Regions from separate parts of the Mus musculus genome. Here region 2 is linked to region 1. A link is a contact called in public HiChIP or PLAC-seq data. All regions are on one chromosome and are shown on one strand. The core of a region is the stretch at or near the end of the contact, and the rest is flanking DNA. Distances in the headings are between cores, read along the strand shown.

Region 1 (7,155 bases), core at 1,560-4,059:
CAGTGGTCAGGTTGCTGGAATGCACTGGAATTCTAAGGAAGCCAATGGGTGCTCTGTCAGCTGTGTAGAACACTTGGGAGGCAGAGACAGGCAGATCTCTATGAGTTCAAGGACAGCCTGGTCTACAGAGTGAGTTCCAGGACAGCCAGAGCTACAGAGTAAGACCCTGTCAAACAAAACAAAAACCAAAAAGAAAAGAAAAACACAAAGATAAGTGAACATTTAGGATAATGAAGGAGAGATGGTAATTTGTAACAACTGTTCAATGTATAGCTTTCTCTCTGCAGATAATGGTCCATCTTTCCTAGTTAATTCTAGGTTTTCAAAGAATAAGCTATTTGGAGAGGCTCTGCTTTTAGGCAGATGGGGGATTCAAGAAAAAAATTCTATGGTCAAATGTCTCCAGTTCTCGTTTATGCTTATGCAATATTATCACATGTCCTGTGCTTGCTCCTTCAAAGGAGCCAGTGATAGATCCTTTATCTGTGTTCTTAGTGGCCCAGCTATGGCCTGAGATGGAGCTGTGACCTGGAGAGGGGGAAGAGCAGAGCCTCCCAGGCCCAGCACACACTCAAAATGTAGTAATCTGTACCAGTGAAGGACTTCCTTGACTGGCCTCAAGGATGGCACTACCATTGGAGAAGTCTTACCATCTGAGCCATGGCTCCACCTTTGGAAATGTTGCTGTTGTTGTTACTGTGCTCGTGTGTGTGTGCGTGTGTGTGTGTGTGCGTGTGTGGTGTGTGCGTGTGTGGTGTGTGTGTGCATGCACATGCATGTGTGTGTGTGTGGTGTGTGTGTGCGCGTGTGTGTGTGTGTGTGTGTGTATGTGTGTGGGGTGTGCGTGCGTGTGTGTGTGTGTGTGTATGTGTGTGTGTGTGGTGTGTGTGTGCATGCACATGCGTGTGTGTGTGTGGTGTGTGTGTGTGGTGTGTGTGTGCATGCACATGTGTGTGTGTGTGTGTGAATGTGTGTGTGCACTCAAGCACTTATACCACAGCACGCATGTGGAGGTCAAAGGACAACAGTTCTCTCCACTGTTGATCCTGGGACTCAAAACCCTCAGGTTCGGCAGCACACGCCTTTGCCTGTCGGGTCATCTGCATCCGAGGATTTAACAATACCTTATAGAATGGATTGAGCCTTGACCTTCAACAATTCGGGTTTGTTTTGTTTTTCCACGCTGAGGATGGGACCCAGGGCTTTGCACATAGCAGGGAAGAACTCTAGCACTCACCTACAACCCCAACCCAATTCTGAATATCTTTAACCTCTGCTGGTAGAAAATCCATATGGTTCTCTTCACTAGTCAATGCCTGTGGAGTATGAAGCCTTTACGAGGCCCCGGGATGCATCTACCCCTAGCATCCACCTCATTTTGACAGCTGAGGAAAAAGACACAAAAAGATCAAGTGATTTTTTTTTTCCCAAAGTCACAAGGATAGCAGACAATATTGGTACCTGTTGGCTCAGTATGACTCTAAAATGTAAACCCTTGACAGTCAGGAGTCGTGCCTTCTGCCATGATGCTGTTTAATAAATCAATGTGTAATATGAGCAGGGAGGGCACAGTGACCAGATGTCTGTGATCCCGGGACATGAACAGCAGATGCAGAGGATCAGGAGTTCAGGGTCAGCCTTGGTTAGACCTGGAGGCCAGGCTAGGCTACCTGAGAGCCTGTTGTTGTTAAAAAAGAAAAAAATCTAAAAGCAAGCATAGCTGTGTTCAGAACAAAATACTGACTGGGAGAAGGTTCTGTCAGTAAGATGCTGACCTCAAATTCAATTCCCAGAACCCATGTAAATATCAGGCTACAAGGGAAGGTGCCAGGAGACACCCCACACACACAAACGTGCATTCACACACCTGTGTGTACACACACATACACACACACACACACACACACACACACACACACACACACACACATGAACACACTTCTCTTTCCCACCCAGAAGTTGACTTCTTGCCTTGGGTAGGGTTGCTGTATTGATCAAGCCCTGATGCTTTCGCCCCGTGTGGACGGTACGCAACTGTTTATTACTGGACACGTTTTTACTGAACAGAAGCCTCATCCCAGCGGCTGCAGATGCAGTTCAGGAATATTCCATGCCCTTGCCTTCCCATACAGTCGGAGAAGCTTGACAGCAGAGAGGCATCCAACACCTATCACGAAGCAATCGCTGAAGAGAAGTCAGGAAAGGTTTTCTAGCCCGGGCCACTTTTGAGTTGACTGAAAAGAAGCAGGGTGCAGTAACCACACGACCACCAATATTAAAAACCAGCAGATTCAAATCTGACTTATTTCTTTTCGAAGCTTCTGGAACATTCAGAAGGCCAGGCACAGAGTGGGGAAGGAGGAACTTTAATTCCGAAGTTCCCTCCCAGGTCTGGCTTAGGGTTTAAAACTGCCTTTCAATCCTGTACTGCCAAACTTCTCCATGTGCGGAAAACTGGAAGCTCCGCCTTTCATGGATGTGATTGACGGCTCTGGCTTCCTGGGCAAAGACGTAGTAACAGCACATGGACGCCAGGGGGCAATACGGTCCCGCCGAGGACTTGGGAACCTGAAGCATTTGTGACATCTCTGTACCTAAAAGGAATCCTTTAGAGTACCACGAAGGAACAAGAGCACTCTAAATGCACTTTCACCGGAATAGCCCGTCGGCACCGGTGCTGAGCTGCCATCTCTGCATAGTTTGTTGACTTTGCTTAATGCAGCTGCCGGATCTTTTCTGCCCTCTTGCCTAGTAAGTCCTTGAGCCCCAGCCAGCCCCAGCCAGGTCGTTCAAGGTGCTACCCGAGATCAGGTCCTCTGCCTGCATACAGAGTCAGCTTCCATGCCCCTGCGGCCCAGCCACTGCAGCGTTTCAGGTCATTCCAGTCCCAGGCATCATTTTGTTTCCAGTTCGCAGCTGCCAGGTGTCTGCCCTCACTTAACCCGCAAGGATGAAAGATCAAAGGTGTGCCTGCATCTGCCTTCTGTCCCTGCGCTTTCAAATGGTACACATTCAAAAGATATAAATGCGGTATTGTGCACCCTGGAGGGAGTGGTGGGGCAAGGATCAGAGGTGGCACCGGGCACCGGTTCAGAACACGTGGCTATTAGAAAATGAGGAGAGCAATCTCTGCAGCTCCGAAGCTCTGACCTGGTGAAGCGTGTTCAACTTAAAAGACAAAGACTTTTTTTTGCGAGTGGATGGACTCCCCCTATCTCCAACTACAGACATCGGGTCCACAGAACCAGGTGGCGAGTGTGACTCAGTGGTAGACCGCCTGCCTATGGGAACTGAGCAAGCAGGAAAAATAAATGAATCTCACGGTGTTAAAGCATCCACAAGGCTAGCCCAGTGTGCTCGTGCCTGTTGGAGACAGACACTAGCAGATCTGAGTTCCTGGCCAGTCAGGACTACTTAGTGAAACCTTGCCTTTGAAAAAGAAAGAAAGGGGGAGAGGAAAGAAACAGAAGGAGGGAGGGAAGGAGGGAGGGAGGGAGGGAGGGAGGGAGGGAGGGAGGGAGGGAGGGAGGACCCACAAAGCTTGGTTAACGCTTGGAATATTGGAAAGCGGGATGCTATGAATCTGGACCCCAAGTCCCTTGGGCAATCTTTAGCCCCTTAACAGTCATTCATTGCCCACCCATGTTTGACCTTGTAACACCCTTGTGACTATTCAGGTAAATCCTTCTGGAATGTTCTAACAGGCTACACGCTTCCTCCAACCCAGAGGCTAAGAATGCCATCAGATTGCACCTAAGATCGGAGTTATCCCCCTCAGCAGTCATACCTAATAGTCTCACCAATATATTTTTTAAATGTCTTGATTTATGACTTTGTTCTGTAACTATAAAAACTTCATCAAGCTGGGCAGTGGTAGCACATGCCTTTAACCCCAGCACTTGGGAGGCAGAGGCAGGTGGATTTCTGAGTTTGAGGCCAGCCTGGTCTACAGAGTGAGTTCCAGGACAGCCAGGGCTACACAGAGAAACCCTATCTCGAAAAATAAGAAAAAAAACAAAAACAACTTCATCAAACTGTTAGCACATTGGAGAGAGGCATCTACCATGGCCATTCATAGCTGGCTCCAGAATAAACTCTCATTCCCTTTGAGGTGAGAGCTGTGTTTTTGTGTCAAGGCTCTGGATTCCACGCCCTACACAGTTGTGTGTGTGTGTGTGTGTGTGTGTGTGTGTGTGTACAGATGTATTTGTACAAGTGTGTCTGTGTGTATGCACATGTGTTTGTGTATGTGTACTGATGTGTGTGTGTGCCTGTGTGTATATATGCATGTGTGTGTTTGTGTGTGTGGATGGATATGTATATTTGTATGTGTGGATGGATGTATATGTACATGTGTGTATGAATGTTGTGTACGTGTGTGCGTATATGTGTATGGATGTGTGTATACGTGTGTGTACAAATGTGTATATGTGTGTATGGATGCATCTGTGTGTATGTGTGTGTGTACAGGTGTGGGTGTGTGTACAGGTTCTGTGTGTGTGTGTATGTGTGTGGTATAGAGGAGTGAGAGGTATAAAGGAAGACACTTTGAAATTATAGAATGGAAGTTATAAAGACATCGATGAAGACATTTGCTTATGTAACTAATAGAAACAGTGACAAGAGATGCAGGAAAACTGTAGAGAGCCACTTTCCAAGGGAGCCACATTTCCCGTACCTATGGGAACAATAAGTCGAGGTGCATCCCCAAGAGGAAGTGAACAAAACTCTGAGCACAGTTACTGTGGGAAGTGGCAGCTTTGCCCGGCCCTGAGATTGCAGCTTCCTTCTGCTGTAGATGTGGGGTGAAAAATAGCTCCTGACCCAGCAAAAAACAGGTTATAACTTCAACTTAGAAGTGCTTCAGTCTGACCACCACTAACTTCTCAGGACTCCCAAGAAAGCCCCCTGTCCCTATTTCCCCTAAAACCATAAATGAGAGATAGCACAAATTGCACCTGACCCTTGCAACCCCGAACCCACACATTCCCAGGGGCTTCTCATGGCCTCTTTTCCTGGGCTTCCTGAGTTTTCGGGGGTGACCAGCTGCGCCCACAGACCATAGCTGAGCGATTAATAAGTCACACATACTTGCCCACTTCCTGTGGCTGGGAATCCAGGTTTGCACAGCACATGAGCAAAAAGAATAGTGGTGAGTTATTAAGGCTGTGTCGAGGAGGGAGTCCTTATCAACAGCATCAGACAATCAATTCATCTGCTTGACAAATATTTATCCAGCACTTGCTGAAGCCAGGAATCCCACTGTGATCAAAGGGAGCCTCTGTTCTCATGGGGTTTACATTCTAGAGGTGAGTAGTGGCATGGCTCAAATCATCAAAGATGACTGTGCTCCCGGAAGAGAACTTGGGACCGATAGGAGAATCGCTGCAAGGAGGGAGCAAAGAGAGAGGCTCGGGGAAGCTTCTGGAGAAAACCCTCATGCACTAAGCAGGCAACGATGGATAAATGGAGAAGAAGCTCCAGCTAGCTAGCTTTCAGGGACACAAAAGAATGGCGTGGCCAGGCTGTGGGGACAATCTCAGGTGAGACCAGTCAGGTCTAACTTGCTTAGCTGTTGCCATGAAATGTGTCACCCTGCAATGCATAGAGGCTCGTAAATAGACTTTTTTTTAAAAAATCAGATTCTGCATTTTAATCAGAAATGATTACAGTCATTTCTAGTTGGATCAGAAATGTCCCCAGCATCTCATGCGTGAGGGCTTCGTCATCAACCTGTGGCTGTACTAGAAGATAATGGAACGATGGAAAGTTAGTAGGGACGTGTTCCTGAAGGAGATCCTGGCACTCCATCCCCAGAACTCTTTGTTCTCTCTGTCTGTCTCTCTGCCTCCTCTCTCCTTCCCTCCTTCCACCACCACCCTTTTTTTTTAGCTTCTTTAAGGTGAGCAATCCTCAACCATTGTGCCCCACCCTGCCACCATGATACAACACGCCACCACAGACCCACCTTTCCTTTCATAGCATCCACTACCTCCCCGCAGTCTATTCAATTATGAATCTATCAGTGGCTCGAGACACTTATTGATTAGCCAAATATCCTTCTGACTCAATCACTCTTGACATCCCAGCCCTCTGCATTGCCTTGAGGACTAAGCTTTCCACGCAAGTGCCTTTGGAGGGCATGCCTGTCCATATCAGAACAAACACTTCCATTCTAGACGAGGCACCATAGTGATCAGTGGCCAGCGGCTGTTCTGAAACCCACAGGCTTCCCATTCCTCAGCTGAGGAGCCCAGGCCTGGTCCCTTAGGGACAATTTTTTCACCACTCTTGGGTCTACTCATCAGAATTTTGTCACATGTTCTGAGTTGTCCATTTTCCATCAACTTCTCAGCCCATTTTATGACTGTGCCCATTGAACTTGCCCTGAACCTTGTCCATCCAAAGGTGTGGCCCCTGGTTCTGTTCATCTTTGTGGCCTACCACTGGGTCTTACTGGACATCTCTCTGCTAAACAAGATATGTCTACAGTTCTCTTCAAAGTGGAGCTGGGGATCAGAACCTTTGGAATTCCTCAAAGTCTTTTTTTTTTTTAATCGATTTTAGGAACACCAGAGGACACATGGTTAAATGTTTCTGATGTAATAAAAATTTTTCTTTTTTTTTATTAGATATTTTCTTCATTTACATTTCAAATGCTATCCCAAAAGTTCCCTATACCCTCCTCCCACCCTGCTCCCCTCCCCACCCACTCCCATTTCTTGGCCTTGGCATTCCCCTGTACTGGGGCATATAAAGTTTGCAAGATCAAGGGGCCTCTCTTTCCAATGATGGCCAACTAGGCCATCTTCTGCTACATATGCAGCTGGAGACATGAGCTCTGGGGGTACTGGTTAGTTCATATTGTTGTTCCACCTATAGGTTTGCAGACCCTTTCAGCTCCTTGGGTACTTTCTCTAGCTCCTCCATTGGGGGCCCTGTGTTCCATCCAATAGCTGACTGTGAGCATCCACTTCTGTATTTGCCAGGAAAGAGACAGCTATATCAGGGTCCTTTCAGCAAAATCTTGCTGGCATAGTAATAACTTTTTAAAGGATCATAATAGCCATCTCTTAAAATGTAATAGTTAATTTTTTATATTTTTATTTTGGCATTTTGGCTTAGCAAGTCCTGGCTCTTTGTATTTCCTCTAAA
Region 2 (7,046 bases), core at 2,860-5,359, 72 kb after region 1:
CCCACATAGTATTGGATTTGACTGACATTTTTCTATATTTATTTTCAATCTACATTCATGATGGATAGTGTTCTGAGGTTTTTGGGGGGGTTGTTTGTTTGTTTGCTTGTTTGTTTTTGGAAAGGTCTTTGTGTCTTTGGTATCTGAATAATGAATGACATCACTGAGTTAGGAAATAGTTTTTCTGTTTTGGTTTTCTGTGTAGGAGTCTGTATAAAATGTACATGTTTCATTATGTTTTCTTGAAGTCAACTGTTGTATCAAGCATTTAATCTGAGTGGGTTTTCTTTTTTACCCTAGATAAAAGACATAAAACTTTTATATTTATAATAACCCTTTAAAGCAGTAGAGCTGGGCAGAGATCAACCCTCTAAGCTATTATATCTACTTCCCACAACCCCGAACTATGACTTGCCATGTTCCACTTGGGCTGCTCTTAACTTCTACTGGACAGCCCTCATGGTCATGTTTTCATGACATGCTTTCAAGACCCCATGTCATCTTCTCCTCTCTCCACCTTCTTTGCTCGTCTCTCCTCATGGTCCTCCTCAGACCCCAAGCCCTGGAACTGAAACCTCTCTTCTGCCCAGCTCTAGGCTGCCCTTCCTTATTCAGCCCGTAGTTTGAAATCAAGGAGCAAGGCTACATAGCATCACTTGGTGTAGGTGAGGATTTCCACTTCCCTGGGAGCAACCAGACTTTGGGGCCAGGATTTAGCACTAGAATACATAGCAACAGACCAAACCTCAACAGTCAAGATGATGTAATTTACATATTTATTTTATTACTGTTATTTTGAGATAGAGTCTCATTATGTAACCCTGGCTGCCCAGCTCTATAAACCATGCTAATCTTGAATATAGACCATGCTAATCTTGAACTTAAAGCATTCCTTTTGCTCAATTACTTGAATATTGGGATTTCAGATGGACACTACGATGCTTGTTTTCTCTCTCTCTCTCTTTCTCTCTCTCTCTCTCTCTCTCTCTCTCTCTCTCTCTCTCTGTGTGTGTGTATCCTCTGGCACATGAGTAAAACCTGTAGAATTTACAAATCAGGTTACATGCTTCCAACGTATAATGTCCTTAGGAAAGTACAGAAAAGCGGGATGAAATCACAGCAGAACCCAAGAGGACAGACAGAACTAAATCCTAGAGTTCCAGGTCTGAAGCATGCTGATGTGAGGAAAGCCCCAGAAGGCCTGAGCAGCCCCACCTCTGTGGCCTGTTCATTCACAGGCCACATGGCCTCTCTCTGTGACCATGGCTACATTGGGCTTAGAGTACCTGGGTAACTAACTGTACATGGTAAAAAACTCCTTAAGAAATTATCGCCCTGCTGGGCATGGTGGTGCACCCCTTTAATCCCAGCACTTGGGAGACAGAGGCAGGCGGATTTCTGAGTTCGAGGCCAGCCTGGTCTACAGAGTGAGTTCTAGGACAGCCAGGGCTACACAGAGAAACCCTGTCTCGAAAAAAGAAAAAAGAAAAAGAAAAGAAAAGAAATCATGGCCCTGTGCAAACAGGGTATAATAGAGGCCCCCTCTTCGCAAGGGAAAAACTTCACAAATGACTGCTGTCTTAGTTAGGGTTTTACTGCTATGAATAGACACATGACCAAGGCAGCTAACTCTTATAAGGACAACATTTAATTGGGGCTGGCTTACTGCTTCAGAGGATCAAGTCCATGATCATTAAGGTTCTATATCTTTATCTGAAGGCTGCTAGTAGAATACTGGCTTCCAGGCAGCTGGGATGAGGATCTTAAAGTCACACCAAACAGTGACACATACTCCAATAGGGCCACACCTTCTAATAGTACTACTCCCTAGGCCAAGCATCTACAAACCATCACAACTACTTTTCTTTCTACTCTTTTTAAAAGAGATTTATTTATTTATTTATTTATTTATTTATTTTACATATATGGGTACACTGTAGCTGAACAGATGGTTGTGAGCCTTCATGTGGTTGTTGAGAATCAAATTTTTAGGACCTCTGCTTGCTCTCGTCAACCCCGCTATCTCCAGTTGGCGCCACTTGCTCTATCCCTGCTCTGCCCCAAAGATTTATTTATTATTATAAATGAGTACACTGTAGCTGCTGACTTTAGATATACCAGAAGAGGGCATCAGACTCATTACTGGTAGTTGTGAGCCACCATGTGGTTGCTGGGATTTGAACTCAGGACTTTCAGAAGAGCAGTCAGTGCTCTTACCCACTGAGCCATCTTGCTAGCTCTTTTTTTCTACTCTTGAATCTGCCATGAATGAGGTCTAGTAAGTTCCTGAAATGTCCCCCAAAACATCTTTCTTGCTGTCCCAGTGCAAAGCCATGTGGCATCTCTTTAATGACCCTAGACTCTTCAGGAACCATGGACTTTTAGTTTTTGTTGAGACAGGATCTTACTCTCTAGTCCTAAACTTGTGACTAATGAGAGACCTTGAACTTGTGAGAGTCATCCTGCCTCCTAAGTACTGGGATCACAGCATGAGCCTCTGCAGCTACCCCAAAGGGTTAGAGAAAGACAAGATGTAGGCAAGTTCTTTGCCAGAGTATAATATGAATCGCTTCTACTCTGTTTCTCAATGGAATCTTCATTCCCATCTGAAACATCACAACATAATCTTAACTTTACATTTCTGTCAACACTCCGGTCTTCTGAATTTTTACCAGAATTGCCAGTTTGACTCTACTCCTGGTAATCTCTAGGCTGCAAATCCACACTCTTTCAAATTCCTCCTTCACACCAGTTAGTTTCAAAGGTTTAAGAACTGGGGCTGACGAGATGGCTCAGCGGTTAAGAGCACTGACTGCTCTTCTGAAGGTCCTGAGTTCAAATCCCAGCAACCACATGGTGGCTCACAACCCCATAATGAGATCTGATGCCCTCTTCTGGTGTGTCTGAAGACAGCTACAGTGTACTTATATATAACAATAAATAAATCTTTAAAAAAAAAAAGGTTTAAGAACTACATGGTAAAAAAACACAAAAAACAAAAAACTACATGGTTAGATTTTAGTCATAGCAGTAACCCCACGTCTGAAACCAATTTTCTTTCTTTTTTTTTAAAGATTTGTTTATTATATGTAAGTACACTGTAGCTGTCTTTAGACACACCAGAAGAGGAAGTCATATCTTGTTATGGATGGTTGTGAGCCATCATGTGGTTGCTGGGATTTGAACTCAGGACCTTCGGAAGAGCAGTCAGTGCTCTTAACCACTGAGCCATCTCTCTAGCCCCCCCCTTTTTTAAAGATTTGTTTATTTATTATATGTAAGTACATGAAACCAATTTTCTGTATGACTTAAGTCTGCCTGCTTATTTATGTTGCTTTGATCAAAATATCTCAGAGATTGGCTTCAAGTAGCAAAGATTTGTTTTATGGTTTCAGGAGAATCAGTTCATGGCTGCTTGGTCCCATGTGCTTGGGCAGAGCATCACTGGACTGGAAACACGTGATACAGTTCTTCACCTGAGGCCGACAAGAATCAGAGGAATAAGGAATAGCAATTACCTTCAGTAGCCCCAGTGACCAAGCTCCCCAGCCACGGCCCTGCTTCCCAGAGTTTTTCTCACTGCACAAGTACTTCCTCCAGTACTTGTGCTAGTCAGACCATGAGCCTTGTTTCACAGTGAATGCTGTGTGAATTCAGACCTGTGAGCACTCAACGGAAAAGAAAGTCAGAATCTTTTCCTATATGTTTGTGGAAAGAGAATTGACACAGAGACACTTTGACTTACAAAACAAACAAACAAACAAAAAACTCCCCTGCTCTGTTTCACTTGCCACTTAGAGAGCCCCTGCCCCTTCTCCTACTGCAGCCCTCCCATTGTGCTTGGTACTTAGACCGTAAGAGTTTGCTGACTATAAACAAACATACAAAAAGATATCTTGGCATTAAAAACTTACAGGAATCAGTTGGTTCTCTGCACTGTATGGTTCCCAGGGATCCAACTTAGGTCATCAAGTGAGCCACCTCACCAGCCCCAAGTCCCTATTTTTCAGAATAAAAGAAAGAGCTCACAGCAGGCTCATGACTGGGCCGAACAAGCTCTAGAGAAGCCACACCACCGTTCTCTTTGACCACAATGACAGCCACTATAAGAGATTCCTCCTTTGATCACAAGTGACTTCATATTTACACAGGTGTAAATATTTGAGCGCTTAGTGATCTCAGCTAAACGAGATACTAAAACAAAAAGTAAAAAGCAAGAGAGGGGCCTGAGAAACAGAGGCCCGAGAAACAGCCACTTTAAGTCTAAGGCTACAATCCCTGCTTTGCCCTCCTAGAAATTCTGGGTTCAACACACTCCATACCATCTCCTTAAACAACCAAACAACCAGCACCCACCCTTCTCGGTTCTCTTTCCTTTGCTTAACAATGATGTAACCTAATCAGATCGTTCCTAGCACCTGAGTTTTAAAGGCGCGCCCTTCACAGGTTTCAAATTTCAAAAGCCTGAAGTCCAGCCTAAATCCAAGCTGACCTCAAATGTATGGCCCTTAATTCTACAGAGAGCCCCCCCCGCCCCCCGCCCACCCCTTCCTTTTCCTTTTCCCCTCCTCTCTGCCTCTCTTCCTTTCTTCTCTCCCTTCTATTTTCTCTCTTTCCATTTCTTCCTCTTTGCATGTATATTTTGTTTTTTAAAGATCATTTAGTTCTCAGAAAGCAAAGAGACTATGACTTTCACTTAAGCAAAGCTGTGCTAAAATATGTCAGTGAGACTGAAGTACTAGCTCAGCAGTTAAGACCATGAGCTCCTGTAGAGGGCCTAGGTTGGTCTCTTGCACCCACTCTTCACTTGGAAGCTCTGACTGGAAAGAGTACATTTTTCAGGGAGGCTTGACCTCAGTCTCCTGCCCCTTTCTTTTGTACTTTACTTTGTATAATGAGTTATGTTGGGTCTTTATCAGAAATGCTGCCAGCTCACAAATCACCAAGACTGCTGTGGCAGAGGGGAATACATTTTCAGATCCCACAAGAACCTTGACAGGAGCTTGGTGCAAAAGCCCCTAAGAAGAAAGAACGGCCTAAGAGTCACATTCTCAACTTAGTCGCCAGACTTAGTTCTGAAAGACAAGTGCTATGGAAGCAAAGGACTAAAGAGGATGACCAGAAACTGGGGGGGGGGGGGGGGGCGGGCGGACGACCTCTGCCCTGGTATGACTGAATTTGCCTCCCTAAAATGTCCACTTGGCTTGAACGTCACTGGACCGCCAGGCAGGTCCAGACAGCAAACAAATGTCAGCATAGAAAGGTAGCGCTGTAGGTGAGCACTTACCTAGTTCCTGCTTAGGCCTGGATTCAAACTCTCCAGCCTTCACACACACACCACACCACACCACACCACACCACACTGAAGATGGCGATGCTTAGCTGTTGCTCCTTTGTGTCGCCCCCCACCCCCTTTCTGCGCAAGAACCTGTAAGAGCATTTGAAAACTGTTACACATAGAAACATTGTGGCAACACTGTAGAAAGTCTTTTCATCAGAAACACCCACTTGTTTCACAGGCACAAGGGCCCCATCCCTGCCTGCTAGTCAGCAGCTTGTCACTCAGTCTTCAGAACACACAGGGCATTGTCCTCTGCACTGGTTAATCCAGTCTCTCTTCGCTGGCTTTCTGCATCCTAGGCCTTGTTCAGAAGTGTAATCATTACACACTGGGCCTGCAGGGCGTGCAGGGAGAGCATCAAGACTGGGAAGTGGGGGGGGGGGGGTTTGCAAGCTATGAGATCAGGCTCAGCTTTCAGGATTACCCCCTTCACAGAGTTTAATCTTGGTGACCCCTTTCCTGTGTCCCTATCAGCAATTTAAAACAATCACAACTTGATCACGCCCTCTGCCCACAAGGGACTCTGCACTTGAAAGAGACAGGGCAGTTTTGTGGTGCAGAACAGCCTTTGAAAGTTCTGAGTGTAAGTAAGAAAGCCTTTGCTTATGGGACTGAAGGGGTAGGAAGTACAGCTTGTGCGTGTCGTCGTCGTCGTCCCCCCCCTGCAGTTCAAAGGCGCCGCCTTTAATCCCCAACAGTTTTCATTTTGCTTAACTTTTATTTCTTTATGGGTGGCTAAACTGCAAACGTCTATTAATCTAGTGCCAAGTAATTTTTCTTAAGAAGGTGGATCCATTACCGGATCCACAGCCGGGAGGGAGATGGCTCTCAAGAATGCTGGTAGGACAGTTTTCTGTGGCTGAAACAGAGAGGAAAGTGGGCCACTCTTCTCTCTATGGAGCAGATTCCTTCCCTGGCGAGTGTGCTCTGCTGGAACACAAGCGGACTAGTATATTTGGAAATTCAATCCCCTGGCAATCAGAGATCTTTGGGGAGAGAAGACTAAATATTTCTGCAGTTGTGATTTTTTTGTGTGTTAGTAGAACAGCCAAAATGTCAGCCGTGGTGATGTGAACACTGTCCAAGTCACACACGGGCAGCTGAAGAGAAAGCTTAACGTCAGGAAGGGGCATTTAGCATTTAGGGACAAAGTTGAAGGAACAGAGAAACAGCCAAGAAGTGAGTGGGACATTTTACTAGAATTTTCCTGCCTCTCTTGTTAAACCAAAGAGACTTCTGAACATGACTTTCAAACTTGCATACCACACACATGACTTTCAAACTTGCACAACTTACCCCACTCCCCCCCCCCCACACACACACACACTGGCTCATTGGAGAATTAACAACTCACATAAGTAACAAGAGCTGATCATATCAACAGCTTTTGATGTGTGTGTGTGTGTGTGTGTTTGTGTGTTGAGAAAGTTTCTCACCATGTAGTCCTGACTGTTCTGGAGCTCTCTATGAAGAGCAGGCTGGCCTTGAACTCACAGAGATCCACCTGCCTCTGTCCCCCAAGCACTGGGCTAGATGTAGTCAGTGGTGAGACAGACTAATGTGAATGGCCTGGATGGTGATATGTATGACTATCTTTATGTTGTTGTTGTTGTTGTTGTTGTTATGTGTGTGGTTTTTTGAGACATGGCTTCTCTGTGTGGCTCTGTCTGTCTGGGAACTTACTAGTAAACCAGGCTGGCATCAG

Evidence for each region. HiChIP or PLAC-seq counts read pairs in DNA pulled down with a chosen protein or histone mark.
Region 2: a contact with region 1 is called in an HNF4G HiChIP or PLAC-seq map of pancreatic cancer cells. The contact joins two enhancer-like sites. A contact is called at or near these places in 2 of 15 datasets of contacts at CTCF or cohesin (CD8 T cells and the NIH/3T3 cell line), 18 of 484 Hi-C or Micro-C datasets (the MC3T3-E1 cell line, Th1 cells, adipose-derived mesenchymal stem cells and 4 more) and 7 of 115 datasets of contacts at active chromatin or transcription factors (embryonic stem cells and pancreatic cancer cells).

What each region holds. Positions count from the first base shown.
Region 1 is chr17:70,704,637-70,711,791 of GRCm38.p6, forward strand. The region is part of intron 5 of Dlgap1 (DLG associated protein 1); the gene reads left to right. All of the region lies in intron 1 of Gm36746 (a long non-coding RNA gene), which reads right to left. Among named protein-coding and RNA genes, the nearest start is that of Gm36746, 9.5 kb to the right of the region's middle. Within about 2 kb of position 2,810, at least 57 of the 459 cell types and tissues checked have an H3K27ac peak or open chromatin away from gene starts, as enhancers often do. A contact at or near this core is called in pancreatic cancer cells, where this site is marked.
Region 2 is chr17:70,775,577-70,782,622 of GRCm38.p6, forward strand. The region is part of intron 8 of Dlgap1 (DLG associated protein 1); the gene reads left to right. All of the region lies in intron 3 of Gm41609 (predicted gene, 41609), which reads right to left. Among named protein-coding and RNA genes, the nearest start is that of Gm41609, 27 kb to the right of the region's middle. Within about 2 kb of position 4,110, at least 46 of the 459 cell types and tissues checked have an H3K27ac peak or open chromatin away from gene starts, as enhancers often do. A contact at or near this core is called in pancreatic cancer cells, where this site is marked.